Linked DNA regions of Sus scrofa: all the other regions are linked to region 5. The links are chromatin contacts, called in public Hi-C, HiChIP or PLAC-seq and promoter capture Hi-C maps. All regions are on one chromosome and are shown on one strand. Each heading gives the region's core, a stretch centred on a gene start, on an enhancer-like site or on the middle of the called end of the contact. The rest is flanking DNA. Distances are from core to core; before and after follow the strand shown. Region 1 holds the start of LOC100625971 (zinc finger protein 613). Region 2 holds the start of LOC110261292 (zinc finger protein OZF-like). Region 3 holds the start of ZNF432 (zinc finger protein 432). Region 4 holds the start of ZNF614 (zinc finger protein 614). Region 5 holds the start of PPP2R1A (protein phosphatase 2 scaffold subunit Aalpha).

Region 1 (3,395 bases), core at 78-2,577, 220 kb after region 5:
TATACATTCTCAATGAAAAGGAATGAAGTACAGAATCATGGTACCACATGGATGAACCTTGAAAGCATTATGCTAAGTGAAAGAAGCCAGTTACAAAAACCACCTATCATATGACTGAACATATAAAATACCCAGAATAGGCAAATCTATAGAGACCGAAAGTAAGATAGCGGTTGCTCTAGGATGGGGAGAATGGAAGTTGAATTGATATAAACAGCCGCAATATGATTAAGAAAAAGATAACCAACCTAACATAGAAAATAAATACACAACTTATAAAATGTTTATTCACCCTTAGCATGTGCAAAGATTAAAAGATTGATGAGGTGGTTAGGAAACAGGCACTCTGACAGAATCAGCACCCCACCACCCCCAATCTAAAATAAGGGTAATACTTATGTCCACCATCAATAGCTTTCAGAATATTAAGATCATGTTACTATTATGTTTGAAATAGTCCCTCATTCAAAAAAAAATGTGTATACACTTAATAAAAATTAGCTCTTACTTTTCAGTTGGAGTTCTTGGGGGAGGATGGATAACAGCCGGTAAAATGTATTCATTAATAGAACATTTTTGCACAACAACCTGGAAAAAAAATCAATCCAATTAAAAGTTTTCATTCTCATTGAATGAAAGTTCTACTAATTTCAGTAATTCCAATTCTACTAATTTCTTCACTAGAAAAAGCATGTAAAAATGACTGAATTGGGGAGTTCCCATCGTGGCACAGTGGTTAAGGAATCCAACTAGGAACCCTGAGGTTGCGGGTTCGATCCCTGGCCTCGCTCAGTGGGTTAAGGATCCAGCGTTGCCAGTGAGATGTGGTGTAGGTCACGGAGATGGCTTGCAGCTGGCATTGCTGTGGCTGTGGTGTAGGTAGGCGGCTACAGCTCTGATTAGACCCCTAGCCTGGGAACCTCCATATGCCGCAGGTGCGGCCCTAGAAAAGAAAAAAAGACCAAAAAAAAAAAAAAATTGAATTGAAATAAAGTCTGCACAGAAATTTCTACCAAGAGTTTCTGGCCCTCTATTCCTCCCCATTTGACCACCCTCCACCTCAGTCAGGTCAGAAACAAAACCCCTCCCTCGCTATCAGCTCTATCCTCCCAACAGCGCTCTCACCTTTCTCCCTGGAGGTGTCACCAAACTTTCACCACCAGTCTTTTCCTTTAACAAAATTTGTTTACTCTGGGCCCACAGTGGGACATGCTACCTCCCTGGTACCACCCTGACTTCTCCAAACCCTACGCTGTTCTGGAAAAGCATTCCTGGAAACCACTCCACGGGCTCCCAACTCCCTAAAGGTCGCTTCCTTTTCCCTTAAGGATGTGCGCACCTTTTTTAAGATGGCCGCGCCCACTGTGGTTGTGTAGCTTGGTACGTAGAAGAGACAAAGTGGAAGTGGACATCTTTGGGGTTGCGGCGCCTTTCTGGGTTGAGACCCGGGTCTCCCCGGAGATGGGCTAGAGCACGCGCACTGCCCTGTGCGACATTGCGATTGGCGTTAAGCCGACAAGTTTTGGGGGGCAGGAAAAGTGGTTGTACGGCAGATCTTCCAAGATGGCGGTTCCCACCGCCAGGGCGCTGCCATACTCTGTCACAGTGTCTTTGTCTAAAAGACGTGAAAGCTAAAGGGAATCTTCGTCGATCGAAGGTTGGCGGCCTACAGACTCGAATGCTACGGAAGCTAAACTCGATTTCCGAGGAGGAACAGCTAAGTTTGTGAATCAGCTGGTGCACGAAGGATCTACTTGGGGGGTAGGGTCTCAGTTTCGCGTTCTGGGAGCAGAAGTAGTTTGAGCTTTGCGGAGATACGAGCTTTGAGGTAGGGGAGGGCTACGGGGAGTCGGTGAGAGGAGCGAGCCCTTGTAGGACAGGGGATGCATTCCATGGTTCAGGAAGCGGGATGGTCAGAAATGAGGATGGCCTGCAGAGGGTCAGGATATTGGGAAAGATTGGAGTTGGCGTGGGGTTACTCTTTGTGGGAGAAGTCAGTGGCTGGGTGGCATTGGAGGCAAATCAGTGTTTGCCACGACCTAGGGAGTGGGTCAGTGACTGGGATGCACTTGGGTGAAGAGGTCAGTAACAGGAGCATCTTTGGGGGGAAGATTATTGATTGGGGGTGAATGACAGGACATCAGTGATTGGGTTGTCCCTGTAGGAAGTCAGGAATTGAGGTTTCTTTGAGGGCGTGTCTGAGCCTGAAAAGGTCTTCTGGGGGAAGATCTGCTTTGGAAGCCTTAGAGGGATGTCAGCGATTGGCGAATCCCTGGAGGAAGGTCAGCGACTGGGGAATCCTTGGGGTATAAGTGAGTGATTGAGAGCTCTCTGGAAAATTCACTAATGGGAATGCCCATGGTGGGAGGTAAGTGATTGACACCGCTTTGACTGGCAGTTTGGTGTTTTTTAATGTCCTTGGCTTAGGTGAGTGTTTGGGACATAGGTAGGGGATGCGGGTCAGCGACTGGGGCATCATTCCAGATGGTCAGTGAGTGGGGTGTCCTTGTGGGTAGGTTAGTTCTTGGGGCAGTTTTGTTTCTTGTCTTTGAGGGTCTCCAGTGGTCACTGAGAATCATGGGAATCTGAGTTTGGGTCTGGGTATGCTGATGATAATCTGTTAGAAGTCATGATTTATGTCAGAGAAAGGCAAATATATGATATCACTGGGGGTTCCCTTCGTGGCTCAGTGGTTAATGAACCTGATTAGGATCCATGAGGTTGCAAGTTCAATCCCTGGCCTTGCTCAGTGGGTTAAGGATCTTGCGTTGTGGTGAGCTGTGGTATAGGTTGCAGACCTGGCTCAGATCTGGCATGGCTGTGGCTGTAGAGTGGGCTGGCAGCTACAGCTCCGATTCAACCTCTAGCCTGGGAACTTCCATATGTTGTGGGTGTGGTCCTATATATGATATCATTTATATATGGAACCTTAAAAAAAATGATATAGGAGTTCTCTTGTGGCTCAGCACGTTAAGGATCTGGTGTTGTCACTGCAGCGGCTCTGGTCACTGCTGTGACATCTGTTTCATTTTTGGCCCAGGAGCATCTGCATACCACAGGTGCAGCCAAAAAGAAAAAAAATTTTCAATTTTCAGATGATACAAATGGACTCACTTACAAAACAGAAACAGACTCACAGACTTAACAAAACAAATGTACAGTTTCCAAAGGGGAGATAAATTAAGAGTATGGGATTAACATATACACCCTAGCATGTATAAAATAGATAAACAACAAGGACCTGTATAGCACAGAAAACTACACTCAATATATTGTAATAACCTATAATGGAGGAGTTCCAGTTGTGGCTCAGCAGTAACGAATCCAGCTAGTATCCATGAGAATGTGGGTTCAATCCCTGCCCTTGCTCAGTGTGTTAAGGATCTGGCGTTGCC
Region 2 (3,392 bases), core at 291-2,790, 240 kb before region 5:
TTTTTCTACTTCTGAGTTCTCTTGACCAGGAATGGGATATGTGGATGAAGCATGTCTCCTGCCACATCAGTAAACAAAGGATGCGGTGGCTCTCAGTGGATGCAGCCTCCCCACCCTGCCTCACTTGGGACTGTGCACTCTGAGGGGACTCAGGATGGAGAAAAGCAGAATGCTGGCCTTGGACAGTCAAGGTGCACATCCAAGGAAGGATTTCCAAGAGCCCAGACTTTACCACCTTCCCATACACTGAAAAGCAGTAAATTCATTAACTTGACATTTCTGGTTTTCTTTAACACTTAACTTTTTTTTTTTTTTTAAGTGCCACACCCGCAGCATACGGAGGTTCCCAGGCTAGGGGTTATAGCCGCTGGCCTACACCACAACCACAGCAACGACAGACTGAAGCCGCGTCTGCAAGACTACACCACCTCTCAGGGGAATGCAGGACCCTTCACCCACTGAGTGAGGTCAGGGATCAAACCTTTGTCCTCATGGTTCCTAGTCAGATTCGTTTCCGCTGAGCCACGATGGGAACTCCAACACGAATCTTTGGATGCGCCAACTAACTGGATTGTTGTTGTGGCTTTTTTCGTTTTGTTTTTGCAAAACTCCTATACACCCTCGGCTCCTCCTTCACCTCTTGGGAGCAGTCCCTCAGAGAGGCTGTGGCTGGGCTTAAGTCCGCAGTTTTGGTTTTTTGATTGTAAGTTGATTTACAATGTTGTGCCAACTGCTGCTGTACAATAAAGTGAACCATGCATACACACACGCTCTTTTTCTCATATTATCTTCTACCATGTTCTTATCCAAAAGCCTATAGTTCCCTTGTGCTGTACAGTAGGACCTCACCGCTTATCCATTCTAAATGCAATAGTGTGCATCTACCAACCCCAAGTCCTCAGTTTTATCTGCCAAATAAAACATAATTCTCAACTTCTAGGTGATACCTGTTTAGTCAACAGAAAGGATTAGATGCCCGTTTATTAATTCCACAGTAACAGAGCACGTTATCGAGTGGGGTAGAATTTGGGGCAGAAAAATTCTGAGTGTCTCAAGACAGGCCCGTTTTAGCTTTTTTCCCCAACTGCAAGGTGAGGAGAGACAGAGACTAAAAACGAGGGGCCTGGGAACCAGAACATCCCGGCTGTGGAGTGTGCGAGGTGAAGGAAAGTGGGTGTGTTTCTGGAACGGAGCGGGCTCTCCAGAATCCCGGGGCCAGAAGCAGGACGGAGCCTCTCCTGCAGCGGGGCGGTGGGCTCGCGGCCCTCCAGGGGCGGAGACGCCGAGGCAAGGGGGCGCGAGGGGCAGGGATCCGCTCGCGGATTTCCACAGGAAAGCGAAGCCGCAGCCCCTCCCCCTCCCGCCTCGCACGGCGACGCCTGCATTTACTTCGTCTGCTGGACGAAGGCCGGGATTTTAGGATCAGTAGGAGCCTCGGACCCAGATACGGGGGACAGGGTACCGCAAACACCGGTTTAAACAAGAAAGATGAAACTCACGCTCTCGTAGGGTGACCCTCGCTCCGCGGGAACCGCTTCCGGGTCTGCAGGAAACTGCGCAGTGAGCGTGGAGGAGAGAGGCGGGGCGACGTGGAGGCGGGGCCTGGGCTGGGAGGGACGTAGAGACGTAAAAGAGAGCGGACCCGGGCGGGGCCAGATCGGGGGCGGGGCCAGATCGGGGGGCGGGGCTAGGGCTGCACTCTCCCGGTGCCTCTGGTTTTCAGGATTTGAAAGTGCTTGTCTGTTTCTTCTGTGCAACCCTGTTGCTTCCTGCTTATTTTAAGACACTGTTGAAACCACGCAGGATCCGTCACTCTCCCCGGTACAAATCCTTTCTTATGTCCCTCTTCCTGTTTGTGGGAAATAGGCTTCAGCCTCCTAGACTCTCCTTGAGTATCAAAAGTCAGAGTCACATAGTTGCTAATCAGGAAGTAAGGGAATGCAGAAACGAAGGAGGAGCAATCAAGCAACAACGGTGCATGCAGTGATTAAAGCAGGATCCTGGGTGCTCCTGAATTATCTCTGAGTTATTCTATGGGAACTAAACCCACACCTAGGTGGAGGATGTTAATTTTAGGCTGAGCTCAAGATTCCTGGAGCGCCTCCCTATACCTCACAATGAAAGGATGAAAATGCAACCTAACCCTCCCAGAACCCAGGAAGTTAATAAAAAGCTCTAAATGCCCCCGAATTCCAGACCCTGCTGGCTGCCAGTAAATAGGTAGAAGGTCACACTTCCTATTGTTCCAGGGCCTGCTATCCTGGCCTAAGTAAGATAACAGGAAATGAGTTGACTAATCGCTTATCTGGATTCTGTAAAACTGACTGGCACCATAGAAGAATTGATTACACATTGACAGCCCTAGTGACCTATCTCAACTGCAATCTGTCACTCTGCCCAGGAGCCCACGCAGATGCGGACCTCCGGAGCTATTTTAAAATGATTGGTCCACGGAGCGCGGGCTCTCGATATTTTAAAATGATTGGTCCACGGAGCGCGGGCTCTCGATATTTTAAAATGATTGGTCCACGGAGCGCGGGCTCTCGATATTTTAAAATGATTGGTTTGTGACGCACAGGCTTTGTTGTGAACCCCATAAAAGCTGTCCCGATTCCGCACTCGGGGCCGCAGTCCTCTACCCCTGCGTGGTGTACGACTGTGGGCCCCAGCGCGCTTGGAATAAAATCCTCTTGCTGTTTGCATCAAGACCGCTTCTCGTGAGTGATTTGGGGTGTCGCTCTTCGAGCCCGGACGAGGGGATTGTTCTTTTACTGGCCTTTCAACTACCAACCAAGAAGAAGAAAGTCATGCACCTCGCAGCCCTTGAAACCGAGCTGGGCTCTGCGCGGCTCCTGGGCACAAAAGGCTTTCTGTGTCCCCCATTTCTGGTCTATAGGAAATAGGCCTCATTCAACCTCCACGACCCTCTCTGAGTTCCAAAGGGCAGGTTCTAACAGTTGCCAATTCAGGGAAGGGAGGGGATGCAGAGACCGGGGAGGAGCAGTTAAGAGACAATCGAGCAGCCTTGGGGCAGGGTCCTGGTCCCGATCTTTGAGTTCTTTTGCAGGAACTAAGGCCCCCACCCAGGTGGAAAGTGGCAACCTCGGACTGAGTGAAATATTACTGGAGCACTGCCCCGTTACCTCATCACAAACCAATAAAAAAAAAAAGCCACATACCCTGCTGCCTGCACCCCAAATTCTGTCTCTAAAAACTCCCTCGAAGTTCCTTTTGTGGCTCAGCAGGTTAACTCGATTAGCATCCATGAGGACATGGGTTCAATCCCTGGCCTCCCTCAGTGCGTGAAGGATCTGGTGTTGCCTTGAGCTGTGGTCTAGGTCACAGATCCGGCTCGGATGCCTCCCTGCTGTGGCTGTGGTGTAGGCCGTCAG
Region 3 (2,984 bases), core at 457-2,956, 190 kb after region 5:
CCAGATATAACAATATCTAGGTCCTGGAACCTCCTCTTTCTTTGTTCATTTCTTGTCTCTTGCTGGGACCTGTGAGCTGAAAAGCAAAATTTCCTTTAGGATTATAGTCCTTCTTGCTGCCCACTTACCTTAACACGTGGTCCCCAGTATTTCCGTCCCTCGTTTGGTTCCCTAGGAGACTTCACAGCTCAGGCCAATAAAACTTAGTCCCTGAATATGTGGAAGTGGCATGAATTCGAAAGGGAAAGTGGCAAAGGAGAATCAACATAGCACCATATTTCAGTGGCAGGTAATTTTCAGAAAAATTATAGAAATGAGGTCATAAGGGCAATGAGGAAGTATAAATTTTTCCTTTAAACTTTGTTGCTCTCATACCTCCTTTAAAAAAATGCTCGTACACCCTGTTTATATGCACACTTCAATATGAGAACCACGATCACTCACACACACACACACACACACACACAAAGAGGAGTTCTCATTGTAGCACAGTGGAAACAAATCTGACTAGGAACCATGAGGTTGCAGGTTTGATCTCTGGCCTTGCTTAGTGGGTTAAGGACCTGGCATTGCTGTGAGCTGTGGTGTAGGTGGGCAGCTACAGCTCCAATTTGACCCCTAGCCTGGGAACCTCCATATGCCAAGGTTGCGGCCCTAAAAAGACAAATATGTGTGTACACACACACACACACCACACACACACACACGCACTGGGAAAACAGCAGCCTTTATATATTCGCATATAGAAGCTGAAATGAAATCAGTCAATTTACAATAGAAATCTAATTTAAAAGCTTACTATATTTAAATATGCAAAATCGTTCATCTTCCCCCAAACTTTCTTCATTTCTTTGGATTCAAAAGAATGGGTGATAGAGGGAGCCAAAAGGGAGGAGAAAAATGGGTGCTGGTGAAGAAAGAGACTTGGACCTGAAGCTTTTAAGAAATGTTAACTAACCTTCAAGTCTGTCCCAGCTGCCAAAGTCTGAGCTCAACGTACGCACCTACCAGGACTCCCCAGCCTCCAGACCTTCTGCTGTCCCACCTCTCGGCACAAAAGACGGTGATAACCGCCCCACCGGATTAAGACCAAACCAGACCTGATACACGCGCACGCGGACCTCCTTAACGGTTCTTCGACCTTCGGGCTCCAAATTCTTCGAGACCCTGAACAAGAAGCCGCAATCATTCGACAAGCGCCCCCCGCCCCTCCAACCAGGTGTCAGTCACCTGCAGGGAGAGTGGCCCGTGAAGACCCTGAACGCTGACCTCAGGACAGCTTCATCTGTTCAGACGTTTAATCGTTAACCACCAGAGTCCCCTTTGATGGACCCCAAAGACGCCCCGATCACAACATCCAGCACAGACTCTTCCCTGTTCCTTTCCAAAAAAACGAAAAACCCCAAAAAACCAAAGCCAAAAAACCACCATCCCCAAGCTACCTTCACGGACTCAGAAGAGCCACAACCCACCGAAAGGCCAACAGACCGTCCCCGTCCCCGCCTATTCTACAGACCGACCCTCACACCGACCTGGTTCTCTCCTGAACCTGCAGCGACCTCTTCCGGGCCTAACTTACTTCGCTAAACTTCTTTCACTTCTGGTCCTCTCGCCCAGCCCCCTCTCCCGAGACCAACGGACACGGGTCAACAGCGTTTCTATCGCGTTTCTATGGTGAACGGATTGGGAGTTTCCGGCTTTTCTTTATGAGGTAATATACGCGCGCCGCCGCCGTTGCTTAGGAGCCCTGAGGGGGCCGCCATCTTTGCACACCTGACGTACAGAAAGCCGAGCCAGACTGTCAGGGGCCGTGGCTGGAACTCTCCAGTTTCCCGGCACTTCAGCCCTTCACGGAAAACGGGGAGATTATCAGAGGCTCGAGTTCACACAATACAAACATGACGTGGGGGTAGAGTCGTTTGAATGGACAGGTGTTGCTAGCTGTAAGGGGACTGTGAAGGGCGCAAATTTTTCTAAGACCGAAGCCCACCACGACCAAAAGGGCGCGGCGTACATCCTCAGACGGCTGGGACGTCTCTGCTCGGTCAAAAATTAAAACTACCTCTGGACATCTCCATCACTGGTTAATTTCGAAAAAGAAGGCTCTATAAAAACTATCGTATACGCGACAAAAAAAAAAAAAAAAAAAAAGACGGTGGCGCAGTGTGTCCTTTACGGTTTGCGCCGTTAAACTGGAGCATCATGGGCGCGGCCATCTTGGAGGAAATTGTCCGTACCGCAGAGCAAATGCTTGCTGCGAACTGGCGGGCGAAAGTGTGAGGGGAAGACCCGAGGTTTGAAAAAGTGATAGTACGGGGGATGCAGCGATCACAAAGTGAGCAGAAACAGTGGACGTTGTGAGCCTTTACTCAACCTTGGTCCTCACCCTGCCCAAATGCAAAACATGCTACCTTCTAGCACTGAACTGCCTTGTGCCATTATAGATCAGTCTGCGTTCTTTCCATAAAATTAGTAGTATGTGCAGCTCCTGCTGTGCCGCATGGGGACTGGCCACCTCTTGGGAGTGCGGGGACACAGGTTTGTCCACAACTGCAGCTTAAGATGCAACAGTGGCTGGGATCTGATCCCTGGCTCTCGGACTCCAAATCCCCGGGGGACAGGGAAATGAAAATAAATAAAAATAAAATGAGCAATATGTGCTGGCTTCTTTCACATAGCAGGAATGTTTTTAAAAAGCATCAGCTTTAAAGCGACAGTGGTTCAGACTTTTTTGTTGCTTAGTATCCCAGTGTTGGATACTCCAAAATGAGATGAATCATTCACCAGCTGGTGGACCTTTGAGTGGTTTCCAGTTTTTTGAATACTGCAGATGGCACTAATACGAACAGTCCTGTGCAAAAAATGACCTCAGAGAGCTAGTTTTCTCACAGTCCCCATGCGTCGTCTTCACATCATCAAGAAGTCTTTGCCAGACATTTACAAGCCTACTAACCATTTCTAGCCCTGCTCCCCCTCATATTCTC
Region 4 (3,070 bases), core at 323-2,822, 170 kb after region 5:
ATAAGGGAATTACAAATTAGAACAATGAGATACCACTGCCCATCTATTAGAATAGCCAAAACTCAAAAACGGAAACACCGAATGCTGCAGAGGATATGAAGCAATAGGCCCTCTAACATATTGCCGATGGCAAAACGGTACAGCCACTTTGGAAGACAGTTCAGCAGTTTCTTACAGAGCTGTTTGTTGGAGACCACGGAACTGCTGAACTCTGCAGAAGGCAAACTTGGCGCACATGCAAAAGCACAGCAAGCTAAGGACTGCTGACGCAGAGTTCTCAGGTACAGGGTCTCCTTCAAACGCAAGATAAGGGAGTCATACATGAACCAGGAGCAGCTGCACGATGCCCTGGAGGGATGCACCTGTCACTAGCTGCTAGTCGTTTCCTCTGTTATTCACTCAGAGATGGCTTTGTCATTGCCTGCACCTGATTTTGCTCAGGAACCTACGTCACCTTCCCTAATACAAGTCATGAGGACTAAAGCCTAGGCGCCTCTGTTCTGTGGAACGGAGGGCCTCCTGGTCCCCCACTTTCTTTCTGTAAAAGAGTCTCGTGTGTTTTGTTAGACCCCACAGTCCAGGATTTCCCCGTTGCCCTGCAGCGCTGAACGCGGCAGTGTGAGAGAGAAAAAAAATTTTTAGTCAAGTCCTTGAGGGCAGACTTGAAGGAGAGAATTGTATTTGAATGAACTGGAGAAATGCAGCCCTCAAGCCTGTTTCCCCGCATTCAAAGTCTGATCCTAAGCCAGCCTACAGATTCTCCAGGGGGCCCTGAACCTCCCCAAATAGTGAGCGCGCCAGGCACAAGTCTCTTGACTGAGTCCTATATTAAATGCCACATTAAACTCCAGACATGCCCAAGAAACCAACAAGGACATCCCGCTAACCCGGACTTCAACAGAGTCCCACGTTACATCTGGAACCCAGACCAGACACCGCGTTCAAACTTTCCACCGCTTTTTCAACCACTGAGTCTCTTAAGCAGAGTGATCCAAGTAGACCTCAAATAGTGCCAATCGGACTCTCGGCCGACGATTTCTTCAGACTCTTAATCACTGATTACTAAAGGCTCCATCACAAACGCTCAGGGGCTGAATCTAAATAAAATCCAAACTACGGTCTTTTACACACGCTCAGCTTCATAGAACCCCACAGACCACGAATCCAAGCCCAGAATCCAACTCACCTAATCTCAACCTCTTCAGGTACCACTGGGAGCGACGAAAGGCTGAGCCCACGACCAGAAAACCACTTTCTGTCCGGACGCCCTCCTTTGCGGTCCCTAGAGACGCTGACCACCTGGGACCGGGGAATCCCACGAGAACCTTGGCGCGTTGCCGGGGTTTCCGAGTTCCAACTGCGGGCTCCGCTCTGTGACGTAACACGGCCCCGCCCACATTGACGTTTGGATGGGCGGGGCCATCACGGCTGTGGGGAGAAATCGTTCCTGACCGCCTCAAAGCTTTCACCTCCTGGTTGCGAGGGACAGTCAGCAGTGATGTACTAAATGTAAGATTTCGGAGGCAGATGCCTCTCCAAGGCCAACATGGCTCGTTCAGCCTGCTGGGGAACCAAGAAAGATGGCGACGCCCTTTGTGTACTTCAGATCGGAAGCGCTATGGAGTACCATGGGCGCGGCCATCTTGGAACAAGACTCATGTCTGTACGGCAGAAAAGGGCTCAGATCCTAGGAGACCTGGAAAGATTTTAAAAGGTAGAAGCCGAGACATCACTGGAAAGGCAGCGGCCGCAGAGTTGATAAAAGCAGTGGTCACTAAAAATCTTAGGTTTGGGGAGAGAGCAGTTGTGTGTGGAGTGGGTAAGGTCTTTGGGAAGGAAGCAAGACAGCCACTGAAGAGGTGAAGGCTGAGTTCCTGTTGTGGCTCAGCAGGTTAAGGATCTGGTATCACTGCTGTGGCTCAGGTCGCTGCTGTGGCGCAGGTTCGATCCCTGGCCTGGGAACTTCCGCAGGCCACATGGGTGTAGCAAAAAAAAAAAAAAAAAAAAAAAAAAAAGAAGAAGAAGAAAAAAGAAAAGGCGAAGCCCAGGCAGAGTTGGATAAAAATGCTAATACCCACATGGGAGTGGATACAGAGCAACCTCTAGTGGGCAGGGTGATGAAGTGAAGGTGCAAGTGTATGTCTGGGTTTCCTTCCAAAAATAAATGAAGCTCCTCCATTACAGCCCATATACTAGGCTTAAAATTTCTCCATAGCATTTTTCAGAACTGACATTCTCCTGTTTTACTCAGGAGGCTTCACGAGACTTTACGTTCCATGAAGCCCATGACTTTGCTTGTTTGTTCACTGAAGTCTCTCCAGAGACAAAAGCAGAGCCTGGCAAAATAATGCTCAAAAAACATTTTATTTTTTTTTTTTTTAAGAGCTGAACATCGGCATATGGAAGTTCCCAGGCTAGGGGTCGAATCCGAGATGCATATGAGGGCTAACCCACAAACACAGCAACACTGGATCCGAGCTGCATCCAGCTGGATCCAAAACATTTTTAGGAGTTCCCATTGTGGTGCAGCGGAAACAAATCCAACTAGGAACCATGAGGTTTGATCCCTGGCCTTGTTCAATGGGTTAAGGATCTGGCATTGCTGTGGCTGTGGTGTAGGCTGGTGGCTACAACTCTTATTAGACCCCTAGCCTGTGAACCGCCATATGCCGAGGGTGAGACCCTAAAAAGACAAAAGACAAAAATAAAAAATAAAATAAAAACATTTTTTAAAGGAATGAATTACTCAGCACAGAGCTGGGGATTGAATAGTGCCACAACACTATATGGGATTTTTTTTTTTTTTTTTTTTTTTTTTTTTGCTAAAAGCAGAACTCACCACTTTAAACTGGATTAAATATTAAAATATGCTCCCTTTTTTTGGCTGTGCCCCTGGCATGCAGATATGCCTAGGCCAGGGATCAACCCATTCTACAGCAGTGACCCAAGCCACAGCAGTGATGATGCCAGATCCTTACCTATCCGGCCACCAGGGAACTCTTAAATATCTTTATTATGTCAAAGGATGTCAAAGGAAATAATTCTGGATAGAGACGAAAGGAAGAACTCC
Region 5 (3,163 bases), core at 347-2,846:
CATTATATCCTCAGCTCCATACCTGATAGGTGGCAGGTGTTCGTTAAACAAATGAATTCCTACAACAGCCCTCTGAACCAGATAATCACCTCTACTTGAGAGAAAGGGAAACCAAGGCTGGGAGAAATCAACTAACTTGCCCACATCAATCAGCAAGAAGTAGAGGAGACTGGACTCCAGCTGCAGCCTGTCCAGAGCTAGAGCCACACGGTGGGAACCTTAAGAGGCTGGGCCAGTGCAACCCGTTCAATTTTTTTTTTTTTTTTTTTTCTCTTGGCTCTTCTAGGGACGCTCCCGCAGCATATGGAGGTTCCCAGGCTAGGGGTCTAATCGGAGCTGTATCTGCCGGCCGACACCACAGCCACAGCAACGTGGGATCCGGCAACGCCGGATCCTTGACCAGCGAGGCCAGGGATCGAACCCGCAACCTCATGGTTCCTAGCCGGATTCGTTAACCACTCCGCCACAACGGGAACTCCGCGACTGGTTCAATTTTATAAGTGGGGAAATTGAGGCCCAAAGGGAGGATGGACCTCTTCAATCACCACTCCCAATAATTACAGGTACATTTATTGGGCCTTTACAACAGGTCAGGCGCCGTCTAGTATTTCTTCTGTTATAAACTCTGTCACTCACTACCATCCAAGGAGGCCGGGACTATTACTGGCCCACGTTTTATGGAAAACAAGCCCAGATCGGTGAAGTAATGTGCACAAGGTCAATGGGCGGGTGAGAGGTGGGGCTGGGATGGGCGAAGCCCTGAGTCCTACCTCTTCTCGACCCCTCGCCACCCCATGCCACTCATCAGAAACGACAGCCCGCTTGGTAAACTGCCCCCCCCCGCCCCCGGCCCCAGTTAAGGGGAGAACACCGGAAGGGGGGGCCAGTGGCTAGCTGGCAATTCGCTTCGGAATTTAGCTAGTTCCACCCTTGGGAGTGGGGTTTTGGCCTCCCGCTTCTTTCGGAGGGTCTACACCAAAACTGCCGGGAGAAGAAGAGCAGGATTTGGAAAGTCATCCTTCACGTCTCCGTCTCCATTTGGAGAGATTACACCCACAGCGCTGAGCCCCAGCCGCACGAACCCAGAAAGGAGAAAACCTACGCGGGTCCCCACCAATCCGGCGGCCCCTCCCCCACTCGGAGAAAGTCGCGAGCCCACTCCATCCCCAAGGGGCCATTCAGGGGCCGCCGCCAATCACCCGGCCCTCCCCTCGCCTCTCCCCCACCCGGTCGGCCGACCCCTCGTGGGCCGCGGCCTCCGAGGCCCGGAGCGGCCACGCGCATTTGGCAGGCCTGGGGACCCTCCAAGCGCGCCCTCTGCGGGGCCGACACCCAATCCCGGACGCCGTCTCATCGAGTCCGGGGAACCGGAGAGGTGTGAGCGGAACACTGATTGGCCGCCGCCCCCTTCCGCCACTCCCTGCGAACACTGAATCTTCTCCGCGAGGGACGCCGGTGCCCCCCAGGTACCCCTTCCTCTCTTCCCCAAGTCCCCCGGAGCCTCCGGACCTGAACATCCTCGTTGCGGAGCTCGTCTATGAGCACCGCGATGGGGTAGAGCGAGTCATCGCCGTCGGCCGCCGCCATCTTGGCTCCGTCTTGTGTCTGTCAGACTGCGGCCGGCGCCGTGCTGAAACCCGGGTAGGGAGGGGCTGGGCCGGGAGGAGGAGAGAAGGACTTGGGGGCGCCCGGGCCACGTTACAGGGGCTGCCCTACATTCATTGGCCGCGCTACGCCGGGCCAAGCCTGCGTTTCTTTGGCCCGGACAAATAAAGTCCCGCCCACTGCCCATTTGCCATTGGTCCAAGGGAAGAGATTGAGCTTGCCGGAGCCTAGGAGGGGGGAGGAGGAAACGGAAGTACGCGGTATCTTAGCGACTAAGATTGTGCCCGCCTACGTCGCCGCCAACAACGGCCTAGACGAGCAGTTGTTTCTAGCCAATGAGGGGCGGGATTGGAAGGTGGCGAAGCCTGCCTGTCCGAGCCCTGGAGAAAGCTTACCCGCGTGCGTCGCTTGGAATGCGTGACATCATGTGGGGAACAGAATCGTACAGGTTTCGGCTTGCGAGGCAGCGGTCCCCCTGCCTGGCGGGAGGGCGCACTCCAAGATTGTTTGTGCGGGAGGAGGTGGGAGTGCGTCCTTGATTTGTGCCGTATTATGCCGAGGCCTAGGGAAGGATGGCGACTTAACCTTATTCTCTGGGTAAAACCTAGGCCCCTCAGGCTGGTATGTCTATCTGATTTCCTGAACCCTCTCTAGGCACGTCTCCTTTTGGAAAATTGGCTGCCTGAGCACACCATGCTTTTCTCTCTTTCTCTTCCCCCCCCCCCGCCGCCGGACAGTCCAAACCATCTTTCCCAAAGACCCTACCCACTCCACTTAGGAAACTATTCCCCCTAAAAGGGGCAGGGGTGGTGGTGGAGGGGGCTTGCATATTTCAATCCTTGCCCTCCTTATTCCCCGGATATTCCCCTTACCCCAAACCTGCCAGCCCTTTGGAGCTATGGGAGTCCCAGTGTGCCTATGCGTAGGGAGCCCCTGCATCGGACAGATGGAATCAGCAGCTTGATTCTGGTCAGACTGTTCCAAGAGCAGACCCTGACCATGATTATCCAAATGAGTGAGCCAGACAAGTCTCTCAGCACTGCAGTTTGGTTCCACAGTTCCCACCCTAAGAGAGGGATGTCCTTTATCTGACAGTCCACAGTTTCCCCAAGTGGCACACTAAACTGCTCGACCACTGGCAGCAGCCCAGGTTCCTAAGATCTGACCAGTAATGAGAACCATCATACCACACACCCCTGCTTCCAGTTCTGCCCTAACCAGTGGCCCAGGCAACACCATTAGGATTCAGCTTCCCTAAGGAAATCAGTCTTTAAAGAAATCTCAGAGCATGGAGGGTTTGAAGTGCCAGTGGCTTTGACTACAGTGTAGAGCTTAAAGTTTCCCCCAAAGCGATAGGAACCACTTATTCTTGTAAAGCCAGGATATTGCTAGAGCCACAGAAGTGACAGTGCTGGATTCTTAACCTGCTGTGCCACCTGGGAACTCCAGGCTTCAGTTTTGAGACACACTCATGAGCAAGCTAATTACTGCTTTTTGAAAGCAGTGGACCCATCAGTAGTGACAGGGTGGCTTGCAGGTGGAGGCTGCAATCCCTTTG

What was found. Promoter capture Hi-C pulls out the DNA fragments that hold promoters and counts their contacts. Hi-C and Micro-C count contacts between places; a contact is called where the count stands out from the background. HiChIP or PLAC-seq counts read pairs in DNA pulled down with a chosen protein or histone mark.
Region 1: a contact with region 5 is called in an H3K27ac HiChIP or PLAC-seq map of alveolar macrophages. The contact joins the promoter of LOC100625971 here to the promoter of PPP2R1A in region 5. A contact is called at or near these places in 1 of 47 Hi-C or Micro-C datasets (heart right ventricle) and 1 of 2 datasets of contacts at active chromatin or transcription factors (alveolar macrophages).
Region 2: a contact with region 5 is called in a Hi-C map of liver, with 7 times the contacts expected there. The contact joins the promoter of LOC110261292 here to the promoter of PPP2R1A in region 5. A contact is called at or near these places in 3 of 47 Hi-C or Micro-C datasets (heart right ventricle, liver and skeletal muscle).
Region 3: a contact with region 5 is called in an H3K27ac HiChIP or PLAC-seq map of alveolar macrophages. The contact joins the promoter of ZNF432 here to the promoter of PPP2R1A in region 5. A contact is called at or near these places in 1 of 47 Hi-C or Micro-C datasets (epiblast stem cells) and 1 of 2 datasets of contacts at active chromatin or transcription factors (alveolar macrophages).
Region 4: a promoter capture Hi-C map of liver shows a contact between it and region 5, with 3 times the contacts expected there. The contact joins the promoter of ZNF614 here to the promoter of PPP2R1A in region 5. A contact is called at or near these places in 1 of 5 promoter capture datasets (liver) and 3 of 47 Hi-C or Micro-C datasets (epiblast stem cells, fibroblasts and heart right ventricle).

Annotation. Positions count from the first base shown.
Region 1 is chr6:58,187,784-58,191,178 of Sscrofa11.1, forward strand. LOC100625971 (zinc finger protein 613) reads right to left here and starts at 1,328. Exons shown (of 9, transcript XM_013995152.2): 1 at 1,126-1,328; 2 at 509-588. LOC100517161 (zinc finger protein 84-like) reads left to right here and starts at 1,338. Exons shown (of 5, transcript XR_002344783.1): 1 at 1,338-1,761.
Region 2 is chr6:57,723,192-57,726,583 of Sscrofa11.1, forward strand. It overlaps LOC110261292 (zinc finger protein OZF-like), which reads right to left and starts at 1,541. Exons shown (of 4, transcript XM_021097266.1): 1 at 1,500-1,541.
Region 3 is chr6:58,150,985-58,153,968 of Sscrofa11.1, forward strand. It overlaps ZNF432 (zinc finger protein 432), which reads right to left and starts at 1,707. Exons shown (of 5, transcript XM_021094922.1): 1 at 1,580-1,707; 2 at 1-76.
Region 4 is chr6:58,133,371-58,136,440 of Sscrofa11.1, forward strand. ZNF614 (zinc finger protein 614) reads right to left here and starts at 1,573. Exons shown (of 3, transcript XM_021097260.1): 1 at 1,187-1,573.
Region 5 is chr6:57,963,352-57,966,514 of Sscrofa11.1, forward strand. PPP2R1A (protein phosphatase 2 scaffold subunit Aalpha) reads right to left here and starts at 1,597. Exons shown (of 15, transcript NM_214024.1): 1 at 1,510-1,597. The coding sequence starts at 1,587.